2 separate regions of the Pan troglodytes genome follow, and region 1 is linked to region 2. The links are chromatin contacts, called in public Hi-C maps. All regions are on one chromosome and are shown on one strand. The core of a region is the stretch at or near the end of the contact, and the rest is flanking DNA. Distances in the headings are between cores, read along the strand shown.

What was found. A called contact is a pair of places that touch in the nucleus more often than the background predicts.
Region 1: a Hi-C map of stem cell-derived neural progenitor cells shows a contact between it and region 2, with 4 times the contacts expected there. The contact joins the promoter of QKI here to the enhancer-like site in region 2. A contact is called at or near these places in 2 of 7 Hi-C or Micro-C datasets (induced pluripotent stem cells and stem cell-derived neural progenitor cells), 1 of 1 datasets of contacts at active chromatin or transcription factors (stem cell-derived excitatory neurons) and 1 of 1 other capture datasets (stem cell-derived neural stem cells).

The regions. Positions count from the first base shown.
Region 1 is chr5:175,497,651-175,502,566 of NHGRI_mPanTro3-v2.0_pri, reverse strand. It overlaps QKI (QKI, KH domain containing RNA binding), which reads right to left and starts at 1,643. Exons shown (of 8, transcript XM_016956760.4): 1 at 1,023-1,643. The coding sequence starts at 1,164.
Region 2 is chr5:175,266,278-175,270,800 of NHGRI_mPanTro3-v2.0_pri, reverse strand. All of the region lies in intron 5 of PACRG (parkin coregulated), which reads right to left. It overlaps LOC129144418 (a long non-coding RNA gene), which reads left to right. Exons shown (of 2, transcript XR_008548857.2): 2 at 1-1,471. Among named protein-coding and RNA genes, the nearest start is that of QKI, 230 kb to the left of the region's middle. Within about 2 kb of position 2,505, at least 6 of the 24 cell types and tissues checked have an H3K27ac peak or open chromatin away from gene starts, as enhancers often do. A contact at or near this core is called in stem cell-derived neural progenitor cells, where this site is marked.

The sequences.
Region 1 (4,916 bases), core at 394-2,893, 230 kb before region 2:
GTCCACAGAAACCCACAGCTACTAGAAATTAATACTTCAGGTACTGCTATGAGAACTTCTTAAGGAAATTCCAGAGTTGGTCAACATTAATCTTCTTGTCATTCTTCACTCCCCGCAGCGCTCCATACAGCTTTTTGGAAACTTTGGCTCAATTTTATTTCGCCCTTTCCAAACGTCTCGAAACCCTGTCCTACAAACTCAGGCGGCTGCGTCCCCGGCAGCAAACCCTCCGCCCAAGTTCTTCTAACTCAGGCTGCGCTCCGATCTGTCATCGCGTTATTTCGCACTCCACCCCCCACCCCCACCCCCGAAAAGTGAAGTTCAACTCCCTAACAGTTCTCGCTTCCCCAAACAAAAGGGAAAAAAGTGCTTTTCGCCGTCACTTAGTCCTCCTTGTCGGCTACGCCAGCATAATTTCGGTCTCCTACGGAATTTCTTTAAACTAACGAGCCCCACACTGACTTCCACTTAGTGTTTAACAGCTGCACCAACTCCCCAACCACGAAACCCCGCTTTAGTCCTCACGGGAGGGGAGAGATCCCGAACGCGGGGCGGTGGGGGTCCGCGCAAAGCAGGCTCGGGAGGCCGAGCGGAGGAGCGGGGCCCGCGCCGGGGACACGCGTCCTCCAGGCCGGCGGCGCGGCGTGGGCCTGCTCTCGGGAGGGCTCGGCGAGGACCACCGAGTCCGCGCAGCCCCCGCCGACCTCTCGGAAATGTGACCGCCAAAGCTAGAGGGGCCGCAGGGCTCACCCCGCAGCCCTCCGCAGCGCGCAAACTTGGACGCCAGCGGCGCGGGGTCCCGGCCGGGCAGGGGGCGTCCGGCACCGGCGGGTCCACCCCGGCCCGCCCGCCCGCCGCAAGCCCGGCCCGGCACCTCCTTTGTGCGCCCTCCGGGCCTCCCAGTCCCCCCGGCGCTCGGTCCCGCCCGGCCGTGACCTTCCCGCCCTCCCCACCATCCCAAGCGGGGAAAGGGGCCGCCCCGGCGGGGGTCGGGCCGGGGCCGGGGCCCTGGAGACGCTCACCTTCGTCCAGCAGCCGCTCGAGGTGGTTGAAGATCCCGCAGAAGTTGGGCAGGCTGCTCATGAGCTTCTTGTCGTTCATCAGCTGCATCAGGTAATCTGGGGTGGGCTTCGGCTTCTCCTTCGTTTCCATTTCCCCGACCATATTCCAGGCTCCGCAGCTCACTCCGCCCGCCGCCGCCGCCGCCGCCGCCGCCGGAGAGGAGGGAGGGGCGGGGGCGAGCCCCGGCCGCGGGCCGCTCGGGACCCGGCGTCCCAATCCGCGCCGGCTCCCGCTCTGGCTCCCGCGCCGAGCCCCGGGGCGGCCGGCACCGCGCGCTCGCCCGCCCCCCGCAGGCACTTTCCGCCCGGGCCCGACGCGCTCCCAGCCGCCGCCGCTCTCGGCCGCCCGGCTCGGCGCGTCCCTCACGAGGCCGGCGGGCTGGCGGGAGGCGGGTCTCGGCTGGCCGAGTGCGGGCGCGGGGCGCGGGCTGCTGGCGCCGGACGAGGAGGAGCCGGGGCCGCCGCTCGCTCGGCTGGTCGAGCCCGCTCAGCGCCGCCGCCGCCTGTGCCGCGGGCTCGGGGGGTCTCTCTGGGCTGGTCCCCGCCGCGGCGCCTCTGCCGCTGCCGCCGCGCTCCGACTGCGCTCCTCCTCTTCCTCCTCCTCCTTCTCCTCCTCCTCCTCCTCCTCCTCCTCACTCACTTGGCGGCGGAGTTCGCCTCAGTTCAGGCGGCGCTGCCAGCGGCGGCGGCAGCAGCGGCGGCGGCGGGGGGAGGGGCAGCGGCGCGGGGAGGGCCGGGGGCGGGCGGCGGGCGGGGCCGGCGGCCGTTAGCGGGTCCCGGCCGGCGCGCTCCCGCTGCCCGCCGCCCCCCGACCTGGGCAGCCGCCGGCGCCGCGCCCCCTCCTCCCTGCCTCCCCGGCGGGGCGGGCGACGGGGGCAACGGGAGCGTGACGGACTGCGGCGCTCGGCGGGCCTGGGCGCAGGGACTGGGTCGCCGCCGTGCGGGGCGCCCGGGGCGGGTGGGTGTGGGCTGCGGGGCCGACGGCCGCGGGGGGGGGCGCGGGGCTTTCCACGGCACGGGGCGGGTGGGGCTGCGGGCGCGGTCGGGGCTGGCGCGGCAGGCGAGAGGAATTCCAGCGGGACGCGCCAGCGCTGCCTCCGCCTCGCCTCCCGTTACTATAGTTTTTTCAGAACCTCTTATCCACCCCGCAGAAGAGAAATTTTTTTTTAACGTCCTGTTGCTTCACGGGGGACTTTCGGGGTGGGCATCACGTGGCCCGACACGTAGCCGTGGGGCTCCAGAGCGCGTGCGCGCGTCGAGCCCGGTCGCCACGCCCCTTCCGAGGGTCGCTCCGCCCCCGTCGGGCTCCGCGTGCGCGCGGTGGGGGAGGGGAGGGCCCCGGAGCGCGCCTGCGTGGGGCGGGGGCGGGGGCGGCAGCCGACTAGGGGCTGGGTCTGGCCGTTTAGGGCCGGGTCTTGGCCCGTCGCCCACGGTGCGGAGGGCTGGTGGGCTTTCGTTGGCCGTCGGGCCCGCCACGGCGCGGGTCTTGGCTGCGGGGCGGAGGTGGTGCGGGAGAGCCGAGGATAAGAGTTTGAGGCTTTTCGAGGCGCGTGCCGCGGCGTCCGCCTCTGCGGGACTCTGCGCCGGGCGCCCTCGGCCGGCGCGCCCGGCTCCCGCTTTGTCGCCGAGGGAAGCACGCGCGACGCCCCTCCCGTCGCCGCCGTGGCTTCTTTCGGTGTTCGTGATCTGAGAGGCTGGAAAGCAGCACGGCGGAGAGGAGCCTTGCACTCGCCAGGCGGGAAGCCTGCGCGGACACGCGTGCGCACCCACGGGGCGGCGGGCGGGCGTGGGGGGTCCGGGCCACGCGGGCGACGCGCCTCTAGGGAAGCGATCTTGTTGCACCTTCCCGTTATTCCGAAAGCAAATCGTAGCCAGACCCGAGCGCAGCGGCTTAGCAAATAATAAGGGGAGCGTCAGTCGTGCTCGAAATGCTTCCTTCGCGATGGCGTCAGTGTTCCGTGAGGGAATGAAGCCGCAGTAGGAAATAAAGAGCCTGTGCGCGTAGTCTGAAAAGCAGAAGTCAACATTTTTACAGATGAAGAAAGAATACGGAGGCAAGAGGTCTTTCTCTGCAGTTTGGTGGATTTCCAACATTTAGACTTGTTTGGAAGAATTTCCTCAGCTGCACCAATGAAGTCCTTGATCTATAGAAGTCGGCAGTCCCTAAATCTACGTCTGCATTTTGTTGCAAATCCTTTATAACATTCCATTAAAATAATGCAAAGTTATTTAATATCCAGTTGGCCATCGTGAGAGTAATTCGCGGCTGAGATTTTGTTAATCATTCTGTCTTCTGACTTAACAGTGAATGTAGGTGATTTTTTTTGTAAAATGTTGCTTCACACGAATTCTGAGAATCACCTCTAAGTTTGAATTGTACTGAAGGCACTATAAGAATTTCAAATGAACGCTGAGTAGCCAGTAGCTTCTGGCCTTTTCGTTTAACAAGCACAGAGTTCGTTTTTAAAATTAAGTTACTTTGACAGAGGAAATGTAATAGCCTTGGTAGACAACATTAAAAATGTAACTGTCAGATGTTTTAAAGTCTCCAACAGCCGTATCTGTTTTAGAGCCATAGAATATTTACTTACTGAATTGCCTGTTTAAAGATGAACTTTCTAAATGCAGGGAATAGTAACTTGCAAAAAAGCTATGGTCTCTAAGTAATAAAGGCTGTTTCAGTACCTAGAAAAATCAAAATCAAGGTTTTGATGCTGCTAGTGTAAAAGATGCAATCCCCTTCTTAATGGCCTGCTTATTTATTAAGCTCCTAGGCACTATGCTGAATGCCCTACATGCATATCTCGTTTAATCATCAGTACAACTTGGGCTTAGGTTAGACTGTTATCCCCATTTTACAAATAAGGGGAAACCCAAGAAAGATGAAGTTAAGTAACATGCCCAAGAATATAGCTAGTGAGTCCTGTGTCTGGAATTATAATCCAATTATATTTTATTCTAAAGCTTTTTTTTTTTTTTGCTTTTTTTTCTTGCCCTATCCTTTAAATCAGGTTGAATTTTATGACAATATTCCACCATTTTTGACCCATAGAAATGGCAGTGTCATAAGGCTCAACCACTTAAACCAGATTAAAGAACAATGATAGGCAATTTTCATTTCCTATGTATTAAATCACTTACGGTTACAGCATTTGATAATAGCTACTGTGTGTTAATTTTTTTTTTTTTTTTGAAACAATTTCCCTCTTGTCACCCAGGCTGAAGTGCAATGGCGCGATCTCGGCTCACTGCAACTTCTGCCTCCCTGGTTCAAGTGATTCTCCTGCCCCAGCCTCCCGAGCAGCTGGGATTACAGGCATGCGCCACTACGCCTAGCTAATTTTGTATTTTTAGTAGAGACGGGGGTTTCTCCATGTTGGTCAGGCTGGTCTCGAACTCCCGACCTCAGGTGATCCGCCCCCCTCAGCCTCCCAAAGTGCTGGGATTACAGGCGTGAGCCACGTGCCTGGCAGGTTACCTTTTCAAATCTATGTAGATCACCTCATTTCCTGACAGTCCCTCAATGGTTTCTTATCTCAAAAAAAAAAAAAAAAAGGAAAGAAAAAATCCGAAGAGCTTACCAAGGCCTGCAAGACGACAGGTGTGCCCCTGGTGCATCACTGACCTTATGTCCTTCCTCTCCTCCCACAGCCCACTTGGCTGCACCCCCGTGGAATCCGTCTGGATCCTTAAACATTCCAAGCATGCTTACCCTCCCCAGGACTCTGCCCTTGGTGTTTGCTCTCCTCGGAAAGCTTTTCCCCATACATCGGCGACCCCTGCTCCTATTTATCTTTAGAAGGTGTCCCTTAACACCCTATGTAAAATGGCGCCTTTGTGCACGCAAACACCTCC
Region 2 (4,523 bases), core at 1,256-3,755:
TATTTTACTTTAAACCAAATCAGTGTTGCATTGCTTTGTATTAAGAATCCAAAAAGAAATATTGTGTAATACAATCAGTAAAAAACCTACAGTTTCGTTACAGTTATATTTTTATCATTGGCCTGCGTTTTCCTAATTTCAGAAGTATACGTGATCATTTTAGATACAGGAAATGACTTCTTTTAATTTTTCTTGTAGTGAAAGTTTTACAATTCTTTAGTCAAGCCTACTGATTAGCTTAAAAACCCTAATAAAAGGAGTGACCACACATACATCTCTGTAGGTATAAATCAAGGTTGGGAAATTTTAAAGGTGCATTTCTTTTTCTTCCTTTTTTTTTTTCTTTAACCCTATGTCTTCTAGGCAGCTTGGCCTCTAAATCTGCTTCCCACTGATGGGAAGAGCTGACAGAAGCTTTAGAGAGGCACAGGGTGAGTTCCTAAAACCAGAGTCAACACACACTCTTCATCTGTTTTGTGCTTCACTCCCTGCTCATCTTTCTAAAACACTGAGTTTGGTCATATCATGTCCTACAAGTTGTCAATGATTTCCCATGATCTTGTCTTCAGGATAAAGTTCCTTAGTCAAAAGCAATGAAGACCTGACCTAATCTGTAAGGCAAAATCAACACTTTTTAGCCTGGCCTTCCATGCCCTTCCATGCCCTTCGAGCCCCCAGAGCACCCATGGCAGTCCATCTCTCTCTACTTGTCCAGATGGACACTCTCTTAGAGCCAGTGGCTCCTAGTCATTGTTCCCTGAACACGTCGTGGGAATGTTTGCCTTCATACCTTCCCAGATCATTTTCCTGATCTCAGACACCCTCCGTCCTCATTCATTCACTCTTCAATTGTCCAACAAATATTTGTTGCTCATGCAACCTGGATCACCCACATAGTTTCAAGACGGCATCTTCTAAACTATTTAAATCCTATCCATTCTTCAAGAAATGTTTCATGACGCTTCCTTAACTGCTAAGGACCCGCAGATTCTCTTCCTCTTGGGACTCACACACTGACTCATCTCCCGCTCTTTTGGTGCTCAGCAAAGTGGAGGCCTCTATTTTGGACTTAGAGTCAAGACCATTAAATAAGACTATGCTCTAAAAAGTACACCTCCGTGGCCCGGAACGAGTGAATTAACATCTATGAGTTTCCATTTCCTTGTCTATAAAATTGTGAAATTGCAACTTAAGATTAGTTCTGAAGATTGAATGAGGTAACATAGGTGAAAATGCCACATTTATGTAACAAATTACTCTTTCATAAGGATGTCAATGTTTAAATACGCATTTTCTCAATTTTGTTAATGAAATACTTTGAAATTCTTTTTTCTAATGAAACCTGCTGAATGTAAAAGAGACCCGTACTAAAGAAAGATACCACATGAAGCACCAAGGGTCTCTTTCTGGATCTATCATGACTCTTGTGACTGTTTCAGCAGCACAGAAATTAAAGGCGATTGTTATTCTGGAGGAAGACAATGAGTCTCATCTATATCTTGTTTGGGTTGATTTTGTAAACAGAATATTCCAAAGATCATTCTTGCCTTTTGTTTCCACTGAGAACTAGAATAAAGTAAAACAAACTATCAATTTAAGGAAAGCCTCGAAATTGTTAGCAATTTCTTCAGTAACTTTCATCCATCAGCTGATTTTATGAACACAAATTTGCGGAAATGGGCAAGAAAAATTACTGAACTCATTGGTGGGAAGCAGTGGGCTCTCTAAGGAGGGAGAGATAGCAGTGATTTCACCACCGGACAGTGGAACACAAAGAGCCTGGAAGAGTCTATCACTTTCAACTGAAACCGCAAGAAGAACTAAGTAGGTTAAGCCCTAAGAATGTTCCTAGGTAACCTACTTGAGTTGAAATTTGACTAAGAATCCTTACACCCTACCTAAGAGAGGTAACGCTATTAGGATCGGAAGTGATTGGAAGTTTCAGATCTCGTCCAAAAGGGAGAACGGTCAATGACAAAGCTGCTGTGAATAGTATTCTGGGGGCGTGGTGGAACCCCGATTCACTGCTATCTCCCGAATCAGCAACTTGATAGAGAGCGCCTCCCGGGCCTTGGAAGCCTTCCATTCCGAGCTGGCTGGGTGGGACTCAGGTTTTATGGTATGCTGGACTTTTTCCCCGTGAGTTAAAACACATTTATAGTAACTAAGTTGTTAATGATGAGAAAAAACCCCAAACTACCGTACTAATAATCAAACTCTGCTATTTGGTTTGTAAAAAACAAAAATACATCTATAAAAAGGGTTGGCCGGAGATGTGTCTGTATTTTTTTTTTTTTGCCACCTCAAGCAAATAATCTCTGATTCTCCCCTGTCCATGAGGACCCATTTCCAGGGGCAAATCCTCCGGGGGTGGACTTGTCCTTGGAAGGGGGAGGGGAGGGCTGCTGGCACGAGACACAGAGACTGGGAACAAGTTCACAGTGTTCATCTCCGGGGACTCACAGAAGAATGGAGAATTGGCTCTTTCATCTCCAGCCCCGGTACTGCTTTTCACTGCCCCTGAGCCTCTGCTGTCCCCAAGCGGCCGTCTGGATCACAGAGGTGGCCACAGAGATCGGGGCTGAGTGTGTGGGTCAAAGTTCCTAGGCTGCCTGTTTCAGGAGGTTGCATCATGTATTCTTTAACCCTTCCTTTACAAGATAGCCCGAGGTGTGGGAGTAAAATGGTCAGGCAAATAGGTTTCAGGGTCAGTCTGACTCGGTTTCAGACCCTGGTTCCAGCGATAGTTATCAATGTGGCAGCAGGATCCCTCAGCCCCTTCTATCCCACACAGGTGCCCGCACAGCTGAATAGATGGTTTAGTGCTGCTTTGGTATCCGGAGAAGGCTGTTAACCTGAAGAGTTAGAGACACTCAGGCTGAGGCTGACCTATCTGGGTTCACACCCTGGCTCTGTCATTTGCAATCTGAGTGACTCTGGGTCAATGTCATAACTGTACGGAGCCCCAGCTTTCAAATACATGAAATGAGAATGAAAATGCCACGCGGGTGAAACACACACAACGCTCGGCGCCTGGTGACTCCAGGAGACGCAGCATTTGCTGTTAATAATTAGTGAATAATTTTTGAGAAAAGAAATGTAAAATCAGATTTTTTGCCCATTTTTTTAACCTAAAGAAACAGTGCCTTTTTGGCCTCTACATGTTTGAAGAACCAAATAAATGGCTCATAAGAGTAAAGGAATTAAACTGCTTTTTTTTGTAACCATACAAAAAACCCCTCTTAAACTCAATGAATTTTTATTTTTATTTTTTTTGAGACAGAGTATCACTGTTGCCCAGGCTAGAGTACAGTGGTGTAATCATAGCTCACTGCAGCCTTGAATTCCTGGGCTCAAGCGATCCTCCTGCCTCAGCCTCCCGAAGTGCTGGGATGACAAGTGTGAGCCACTGCACCTGGTCCTCATTGAAACTTTTTAGCAGTGTTTTCCACACTCTATTTATTATAGGTGTATGATAATCTATGTAACAACCTATGCAAACTCATTCAGTGCACAGTATACAAGCTGTGTCTCGAACTAGTTAGTAGAACATCTTGTGAAGGCTTCGTGATATTTTAACGAACATACTTGTCACTAAACACAAATGGAGAGAACTGTTTATCTTCACAAGGATCAGCTAGGTGAGGGACTCACTCCTAGCTTTCTACTGGAGAAGTGGGCGTGCCTAGGAAACGCATCAAAACTAGAATCTCTAGCACAAAGCTCAGTCTCTTAAACAGAGATGCTGGTCAGCAGCCACAGCAAAACCCAAAATTATGTATGGCTTGGAAAGGATCACAATGACCAGAGCTGATCACTGGATAATGCAAGTAATTTCAAAGTCAATGTCGTCTCCAGAAAGACCACTTCCAGTCAGTGTAACCACTGGATAAACTACACAGGTAATAGCCAGCCAGGCATGTGTCCAGCACACAGGAACCTCCCAGGAGGGCTCGGCTGGGACACTGGACGGGCTGCCTGGCGGTTCCTGCCTGTATGGCCTTGGGCAAGGAGACTTGCTGGTCTGGTCTGCGAGAATGTCATCTGTAAGTGAACGGGGGAGAATGAGACAGTAACTCAGAGCTTATACTTGGATCCCACCTTAACACTTATAAAGGCTTACAGAGTGGACGGGAACTCATACGCCATGCAAGAAAACTAGTGATATAAGAAAATTCTTCTTCTTTTTTTTTTTTTTTGAGACAGATCTTGCTCTCTTGCTCCAGCTGGAGTGCAGTGGCACAATTTGGCTCACTGCAGCATCAAACTGCCAGGCTCAGATGATTCTCCCATCTCGGCCTCCCGAGTAGCAGGGACTATAGGCATATGCCAACACACCTGGATTACTTTTGAACTTCTTTTATAGAGACAGGGTTTCACCATGTTGCCCAGGCTGGCCTGGAACTCCTTCCCAGGCTGAAGCAATCCACCTTCATCAGCCTCCCAAAGTGTTGGGATTACAAGCGTGAGCCACCACGATTTGCCAGAAGTTTTTTTTTTTTTTTATTTAAAGAACACCACAT